Regions from separate parts of the Gossypium hirsutum genome. Here region 1 is linked to region 2. A link is a contact called in public Hi-C data. All regions are on one chromosome and are shown on one strand. The core of a region is the stretch at or near the end of the contact, and the rest is flanking DNA. Distances in the headings are between cores, read along the strand shown. Region 1 holds the start of LOC107951699 (GLABRA2 expression modulator). Region 2 has its middle 6.3 kb from the start of LOC107951741.

Region 1 (4,631 bases), core at 1,859-4,358, 360 kb after region 2:
ACATATAAACTCAAATCAATATCAAGAGGTCATTAAACCCATATGACCAAATAATTCCTTTAAATGAAGTCTTTGTTATATTTATCATTTTCATATCTTACCATAACAAAGTTCATGCTTTTTGCTAATGTCCCATGCATAGCTCATCATACCCATAATAGATATACCATGTAGACGCCCTCTCGCTTCAGCTTGTCAAGTAGGAAATTGTGACGGTCAATGTCAAGGATAAACAAATAAGGAGATGATGGATGTATAACTGCTCTTATCTTTTCTATTAACATATCCAAAATATTATAAATTATCTAATAAAATTTTTATAAAATTATCTATTAACTTAATTTATAAAATTAACATATCCAAAAATTAATAATAATGATAAAATTTGAAATTAAAAATTTTATTAGATAATTTTATAAATTATGATATATATATATGTTTAAGTTAAAGGCTATGTGGAAAAATAATAAATGCAAGTAGTGTTTTTGTTATACAATATTAGGGTGGAGATGATGTATAAAACTATTTCTGCAATAAATACGAGAAACATGTTTGATATTTGATTAGAATAAGTGTTTTAATTTACCGCATTATTTCTATTAGACTTTGATTAGAATATGTTTTTACAAGTTTATAAATAGACATAGTTTATACTCCTCTTGTATTATTCGAATTCGATATAGTAAATTTTTCTTTTCCTCTCCCCATGATTTTTTCCTCGAAAGTGTTTTCACCTAAAATTCTATGTGTTCTATTTTTCTCTCTTTCTTTGCGATTCATTGTCATTATCGATGTTCAATTTTCACAATCTTTAAACTAAGTTGGTTTCATTAAATTTGTTGATTGAAATAATATAACTTTTGATTCTTAATAAAAATATATATAAATTTTTTTTAATTTAAAAATATTTTTATTAAGAAAAAACCATATGTATTCAAAATCCAAGAAAATAAAAGAACTGTAGGATGACTAACGGGGAGGATCACTAAACCCGAGTTAGCAGGCTCACCCCATACACCAATAATCTATTATTCTACATCCCCATCAAACGAGTTCACCAGATTATTAACATTCAAAGGTTCTAAGAAATAAACAAGTAAAACAATTCATTCAGTGTGGTTTACATGTAAGAAGGCTATCTGAAAGAGAAAATGAGCTATCTATTAGCCAAATGAACCCAACAAAAAGATAATGCTAAAACAATGAACATAACACCAAGCAATCAGAAATTAAACAACCGAATTCAGAATCATCTTCTATGGGTCGAGTCAACACATGCACAACTAACATACAATCCAACATGATGATGACATGGCCAAGATGCCAAAATTTTAGCCACGACAAAGCCTCCCTGACAACAAAAACCTCTATTATCCTAAGACTGAACGACGCCCTTTCAAACCCCGTAAGGCCTTTTACTAGGTGACCATGATTGTCGCGAATAACCACCGCCAACCTCGATAGCATGTTTGTCTTCAAAATTTGAGGCATCAACAAGGGCGAATCTAAGGAGATTGGCAGGGGTCCCGACTCAATTTTTCATTTTGATCTTTTAAAATTTTTAAAATTATAATTACTAGGTGACCATGATTGTCGCGAATAACCACCGCCAACCTCGATAGCATGTTTGTCTTCAAATTTTGAGGCATCAACAGGGGCGAATCTAAGGGGATTGGCAGGGGTCCCGACTCAATTTTTCATTTTGATCTTTTAAAATTTTTAAAATTATAAATTAGTAAAGGTAGAATTGTACTTTGGCCCCACTAAAAATGATAAAATTTTGATTTAATCCTTTAAAAATTACTATAGTAAAAGTTACAATTTAATTTCGGCCTAGCTTCACTCCTGGACATCAACGTTAAATTTGATAAAACCATGATGAGGTGACTGCCAACATATTGTCCCATACGAACAAGGAACGAGTATCACCACCTAAGCCATCTCCCTCCCGCACACCGACCTAAACCACACCCACCATACCCGAGGCTGACGGATCAGTGGCAGAAGTATAAACCATGTTGGCTACCATTCAATCTTGCACTAAACAGTCAGCATTATAGATAACCCAAGACGGAGAAAGCTCACAATGTTGCCATTGAACGAGATTCTGGGCTAACCAAATTTACCACAGAAGCACAAGCCCTCGGCGCATGGCCACATAACAAAGCCAACCGTCCCAACAAAAAATCATTCTATGTAACATTATCGGTAGGGATATTTACAGGCCATCGAACTGCCTGCACTTTACAACAATGCAACAGAACATGTTCAACATCCTCATCCCCATGGCCCTGGTAACATTCGGCCGACACCGCAATACACGTCTCAAGTAGCGGCATTTTAACAGGAAGAAAATGGTGCAGGCAACGCCATATGAATTCCTTCACTTGAGGAGAACTTGCACTTGCCAAACTTGTTGCCAAGGTCCATCCCGAGCCAATTCATTCACGTTTGAGTACATGCTCATCGCTGTTATGTAGGCTGACTTAACACTATACTAACCATCAACAGTAAAATGCCATATAAGCTTGTCAAGATGAGGACTTAAGCTGAAGAGGATTCACTATATATATTTTTTATTCCTAACATCAATTCAGTAAAAAAATTAAATAATAACTTCATAATAAAACTTCAAACTTTGAGAGCCTCAAATAAACATTAAAAGCTTCTAATAAAAATAACAAACAAAAAATAAATTAAAAATACACAAATATGTAAGTTATTCCTATATATATATATATATGATGCAACACCTCTAAAAATCAACTTTCATTAAAAATCAACTTTCATTGACATATAAAAGAAACAATTTTAAATCGACAACTAGAGATTTGCTATAAAAATAAAGAAATATATATTTAAAATATTTTAGATTTGAATTAAAATATTTATTTTATTGAAAATAGTTTTCAAAAAATAATTGCTTAAAAATATTTTACTTTCAAAAAATCAATTTAGATTTTAAAATTTATTTTTTGTGAGTTGCAACCAAAAATTGGTGAAATTATAAACAAACAGAAAGTACAGCAACTAATATCAAAATTTAACCAAATATGTAACTTAAGAACAAAATTGAAAGATAATATAGATTCCTGGATGAAATTAGATCTATTAATTGGATTTTAGGACAAAGTTGGTGGAGCCCGTAACACTTAAAGCTTTCAATAACAGTCTCCTCTCCTGCTAAACTTCTAGCAAACGATCCCTCATGCCACTTTACGCACGGCCTGCTTTTCCTCGAACATTCTAGAGCAATGGAACAAACGAAGACAGAAACGCAACCCAACTCCAGCTCAGCTCCGATCCGAGAACCGAACCTGAAAGACTCGGATCCCGCAATGGATGCGGAGGGCTTTGTTGTGGTTCCAACATCAGAGCCTCAGGAAAAGGAAGAGAAAGAGACTCAGAATCCGAAAGTGAGTCAGATTCAAAGCGAGCAATCACCGGTTCAGTCACCATCTGGATCGAGGAAATCAGTTCATTGGAGTCCGGAATTGATCAGCGAGTCGCGTGCTGTGGATCACAGTTCCACCATGTCAGCTCCTGACGGATCCAATCCTTACGTTACTCATGCTCCGCCTACGGAATCTTCTTCCGCTTCCTTCAAAGGCAAGCCATTACACATTTTATTTCTATTTTGATTTTTTTTTTAAATTAATTATTAAATTATTTCTTTTCTGAACTTGGAACCAGAGAAGATGGACACAGTGAAGGATGTCTTAGGGAGATGGGGGAGGAAGGTGGCAGAAGCGACGAGGAAAGCAGAGGATCTGGCCGGGAACACGTGGCAGCACTGTATTTTTTCTGTTTTCTTTTAGAATTTCAATTGCTTTCTAGTTTATTTTTAATATTTGGTGCTTCCCCTCTTGGTTGGATTTGTATCTGGTATGAATTCTATTGCGATTGGGCTTTTAGGGTTAGAATTGATATCGAGCGCTTGGTCATTTTGGCTGGTTGATATTACTGAAAGCTGAAATCTCAGATACTGAATTAGGGTTTAATATCTGGGTGAACTATTTGGTAGGGTTCGTGTTTTGTATAGCACGCTAGTTCTAAGAGTACTATAGGATATTAGGGAAGCATCATTTTGGCAATGTTGGACAACTTTAGATATTGTGATTAAGGAAAGGGAGAGAATGTAATAAACTTCATTCTTTTTTCTTGTTTTTAACATGCTTTTAGGAAATGTAGTATTGATTTGTCAAGTGTTGGCTGGAGTTAGCATTTGTGTCTTAAATATTTACTAGGGAAAGAATAGAATTTGATGTAAGATTTAAGGTCAGCGTACTGCAGTTTCCTCAATTGGCATGTTCACTTCTTATAAAGCAGGCTTAAGATTTGAGTTATAGACTTGCATTTAATCAAACAAAAGACTTGAGCTGATAAAATATTTGACAAAGCAAAATGTGACTTATTTACACCCTAGCCGAGGGAGGTAATCAGGGGTGAGAAAACCTGGTGGACCTTCTGTACAAGCATCTACCCAAACATAGAGTTAGTGTTATGAATGGCTCAGTAAAAAAGAGGAGGGGGGGGGCATGATGTAGCATTAGTTTCCAGAGATTTAGTGGTTATTGCTTCCATATCTCTCAATGGTTAGTAAGAGCTTTCTAGTCTGCTGTGGTTGACCT
Region 2 (4,832 bases), core at 931-3,430:
GATGGAACTCTAGTAAAATGGACTCAAATACACGGGTAAACTACACGACACAAGATAGCTCGTAGGAGCTTAAACTACAATGTACCAAGGCACCGAAGTGTAAAGCCCGAAGGCATCAAATGCATATCCATATACTAATACATCCCTCCACAACACCATATTATACTCGATGATTTGCAACAAATGCTAGATCCCGGTATAACTTGTAATGATCTCCGTACAAACTCATATCTCGTACAAGCACGCATACAACCTTATTAGCATGCCAATAATATCTTAACCTTTTACTAAGTTCACATGGGCATCAATTATATATATAAACATTTTCATACCTGTAATCATCTTACTCGTCGACGATTTTCACTTTTCCTTTCCCTTTTGACGATTTAGTGTTATCGCTATCTACGAATAATCACAAAACATATCACATTGTCAATTTCCAGCCAAATCAGAATCAAACAATAGAGGAGGCATTAGTAGGATTGTTCCTTAATGATTGAGGTAACAGTAAGCATAAGAATGTCTTCCTTTAATGTTTAGAGGGAAAAGTCAAAATGGTATAGATGTGAAAAAAGATTTTATAGGGTTACCCAAATAATGGGCAATGGCTAGATGATACTATGGCTTGGCCATATAATTCAACAAACAAGGTTGGAAAAATATTGTTGAGGTATTGAATGAACTAAAGGATTTCTATAATATCTTTTATAAGTATCCCGAACGTTCTTGGAAGTATAGGACTTCAAAGTATAGATTTGTAGGTGGCATGTACAATTTTAGAAGTTAATGTATATTAACTTTATTTACATGGCATACATGTGGATTGTCACATAGATGGCACGTCAATATTTAATTAATTTTTTAAATTTAAAGAATATATTTTTATATTTTTTAATAATTTTTAATTTTTAAAATTAGTTTTCTTTTTGAATTTTTAAATTATAAAAATAGTTTTTTTAATTTTTAAATTTTAAAAATTAATTAAATGTTGATGTGTCATCCATGTGGCAATCTAAGTGTATGTAATGTCAGCAAAGTTAAAAAAAGTTAAGTTTTTCATTCATTTGAGGTAATTTGACAAAAAAATATAAATTTAAGAGTTAAAAAAGGCAAAAAAAATTAAATGAACGGCGAAAATAACTTTTTTTTATAAAGTTGAAGGGTTAAATAAGTTATTATGCCTTTATAATTCCTCTCTGTGACTATGGATGGGTTTTTTTTTCTTATATTAATTAACCTTAAAAAATAACATCAACTTTTAGTTTTTCACTTATAATAATTTATTTTAATTGAAACTGTAATATTTTTAAAGGTAAACTATACCACTAGTCATTAAATTATGGGTAAGTTTTTGCTCTGGTTACTTAACTAAAAAAAAGAGTTACTATTTGGTCATTGAATTACTTAAAATTTAAGTCACTGGGTTATTAAAATCGATGCTATATCGCTTCTGTGTTTGCATTGTCTGTTCCAATCAAAAGTTATCTTTTCTCTTCTCTTCTAAAGTTCAGTTTTTTTTTCATAAAACAACTTTGAACGTCATGAATCTACGAACCAAAATTCAAATAGCTTTTTTTTTCATCTCCAATTTTGATCGTCAAATCGAATTAGATCTAAGGTATGTTCTTCTACTCATCGATGGGTATTGATCTACCGTATTGATCGTTAAATTGTCGCTTAGAGCTCACTAGCGGAACCTTAAAAATAAAAACTTAACAACCTAGTAGTTTAAATAAAAACTTTCAAACAGTTTAATAATTAAATTATAATTTTTTAATTAAATAATTAAAATGAAAACTTATTTATAATTTAATGATTAATATGTAGTTTAATATTTTTAATTATATTGTTGAATTATATGTTATAGATACTAGAATAGGCATATTAATTAACCTCAAAATATCATTAAAATAAAACCCCCCAACATAAAACTGAAAAGTGGTATTGACTGTTGAAGCCTCCTTTTTTATACCCCAAAGAAAAAAGGTTTTTTCCTCAATCATGCCATTATGACGACGTCATGGCATTTGTCATTTGTCATTTGTCATTTGCCATTCGCCATTTGCCCCATATGTTTCACTCGTTTTATTGTTTCTTGACTTTTGTGTCAAAGAACAACCCCCCAAAAAATGAATCCCCACAACAGGTGTCTTGGATTGGGATATTTCCATGCCCTAATTTGGGGGCAGACTAAACCCTCTTTGTTTGAATATTTGGTTGCCATCATGCATGGTAGGAGAGGGATTTGGGTTGGATTTTTCCTACAAAGGCAAACTATCAACCTCCTTTTTTTGGATTTTCTTTTATCCTTTTTAGCACTAAAATTATATAGCTGCATGTGATGAAAAGATATTTCAATGACATTGGGAAAAAAAAAGCAAAAATTGATTTGAGTTTGATGATCGAGAGAAGCAGTTGATTGATTCTATTACCAAGACTACTTCTCTTTGCTACTTTGATTAAATATAAGAATGTGGAGCCATGCACACTTAATCTAATCTTTCACCCAAATTAAACAACCATCCATTTCATTTCAACTTATAATGTGTGTATATTTGATGGAAGAAAATTGTTCTATTTAACCGGGAGTTATGCCTCATATGGTTAATAGTGTAGAACTTATTAGACATAAAATAAAGAATAGTACTTAATACAATTTTAAACTTGTAATTAGAAACTCTTGTATAAAATAAGACATTTTTAAAAGAAGTGGAAATTTTTTCTTCTCTTTACTAAAAATAAGTCATGAAAATGGTTAAATTTTACTGATTAAATTAGTTTATTGCTAACTTATATACTAAAACATTTGTAAAAAATAGTACTCCCACCAAATGTAGCATTAATATTTGGAAGGCAGATTGGGCTTTCTAGACTTAAGCTAGGTTGGACTCTTAAATAGGGAAAAGCTCTTCTGGCATTGTTTTTTTCCGATCACAAGACTCAATAATCAATATAGAAAATATTAAGGGACATCAAACTCCTTACTACTTGACCCAACAATAGGGGTGCAATTAAGAATTTGGTATTAAAAGGTTGAAATAAAATAATAAACTTTTGGGTGTTCAAAACATAAAATTTAATCCTAAAAGAGTTTAAATTAAATTATTAATTTCTTGAAGGATAAAAATGCAATTATTTTATTTAGAAATTTAATAGCACAATTCACTGTTGATATCTAATAACATGATTTAATAAAGAGATTAACTTTATTTAATAAGTAATTATTTTTAACAATCTTATTATAAGTTCTGGTCATACCTCTTTTTGACAAAATGCTTAGAATTATTCATAGCACCTCCCAACTCATAAATAGGAGAATAATGCGTTTCAACGCATTTGAACTCACATGTTATTACATTAGTAATAATGCTCATATCAATCGAGCTAAAAATCAATCAACAGTTAAAAAAACTAGGGAATAGAATTTTTAAGCAATCGAGATCGAACCCCATTCAATATCATCTCTTGTAGTGATAGTGAATCTCGCATTGGTTACGCTTTACTTACAAATTAACAACATTTGACCTACCAACCCAACACGGAAGAGTTAAAAAATAGAGTCCGAGTTTTAAGTTCAAACTCGAAGGTAGGGGCCTCTTTTCGAAACTAGCCTCTTATGGTGGTGAATTGCCCATCACTCATCCAATTGTGTAGGCTCGACAAGAATTTACAGCTGCTTTATCGATTAGGCGCAGTACATCTCCAGTATATGTGAAAATCAGAAAACGCCGATTTGCGAGAACCTTGGTGGGGGCTGATATTTGCATGGATATGGCAACTAGCTCTACTTATTGCTTGGATATGTTATCAAATCAATGATGCTGTAGCCGGAGATTTGACCTTTGTAGGGTTCCTTTGTCTGCTTGGTTAAGACAAAGCATCTCCTACCACTTCTTCCTAGCCGCACATAATGTTGCGTATATGAAACCCACACCATGACATCAACCAAATCCATCTTTCATTATAGGTAACCATGGGTCATCAACAAAACAAGCAGCCTCCACCTAGCTGGATTTTAATGTTATGGAAGCCATTGACGTAGCTCCAATATATCTGCCAACAAAGTCACAGTTGCATTGATAAGATTGTTGTATATTGGTATCATACATCAGGATTAAGTCCAGTGTAATTTATTCTCTTTAAATATGTTTTCTTTTTCTATAAAATACTTAATTTTACCCATAAGTTTTCCTTAATTTGTAATATAGAAGAAAATGCGATTAAATGCCGTTAAACTAAGGGATGAAGCCAAAATAGTTTTCTAGAGATCGGGATTAAGTTGAATATTTTTATGAGGGTTAAAATATAATTTTAAAATTTTAATGGTTTATATCTTTATAATTTTTAAACGACTAAATCAAATTTAGTTAAAGTGTAAATTGACCTTTTATTAAATTAAAATTTTGTAAAACTTACATTTTTAGGGAACCGGGACCTTTGCTAGCTCCCCAACGGCATCCCTGCACAAGCCCATATTCTCTTAATTATTACATTAGTAACAATGTGATTGAGTTAAATTTCAATCAAACTCTCTAAATATGTTGTAAGAAAATAAAAAATACAACATATCCGGGATCTCAATACTTCTTCCTAAATAAGAGTGTGAATTTTGGTTTTCAAGGGGTAAATAGCAATAGTAGTAATGAGAAATAAATTAAAGTTGGATGAACTTACTCTGCAATATATTTGGAGACCCCAACACTTGCTCTTAGATAGGAGTGTGAATTTTGTTTTTCAAGAATTAAATGAATCTAGGACGAGTTCTTTAAAACAAGATAAAGTATTAACTGCTTCAAAAGTGAAGATTGACTACACAATTTTGTACTTTTTGA

Evidence for each region. A called contact is a pair of places that touch in the nucleus more often than the background predicts.
Region 1: a contact with region 2 is called in a Hi-C map of leaf, with 2.8 times the contacts expected there. The contact joins the promoter of LOC107951699 here to the enhancer-like site in region 2. A contact is called at or near these places in 2 of 34 Hi-C or Micro-C datasets (both in leaf).

Annotation. Positions count from the first base shown.
Region 1 is chrA02:98,326,549-98,331,179 of Gossypium_hirsutum_v2.1, forward strand. LOC107951699 (GLABRA2 expression modulator) reads left to right here and starts at 3,109. Exons shown (of 4, transcript XM_016886826.2): 1 at 3,109-3,609; 2 at 3,694-3,795. The coding sequence starts at 3,255.
Region 2 is chrA02:97,972,296-97,977,127 of Gossypium_hirsutum_v2.1, forward strand. No RefSeq gene overlaps it. Among protein-coding and RNA genes, the nearest start is that of LOC107951741, 6.3 kb to the left of the region's middle. Within about 2 kb of position 2,181, at least 3 of the 9 cell types and tissues checked have an H3K27ac peak or open chromatin away from gene starts, as enhancers often do. A contact at or near this core is called in leaf, where this site is marked.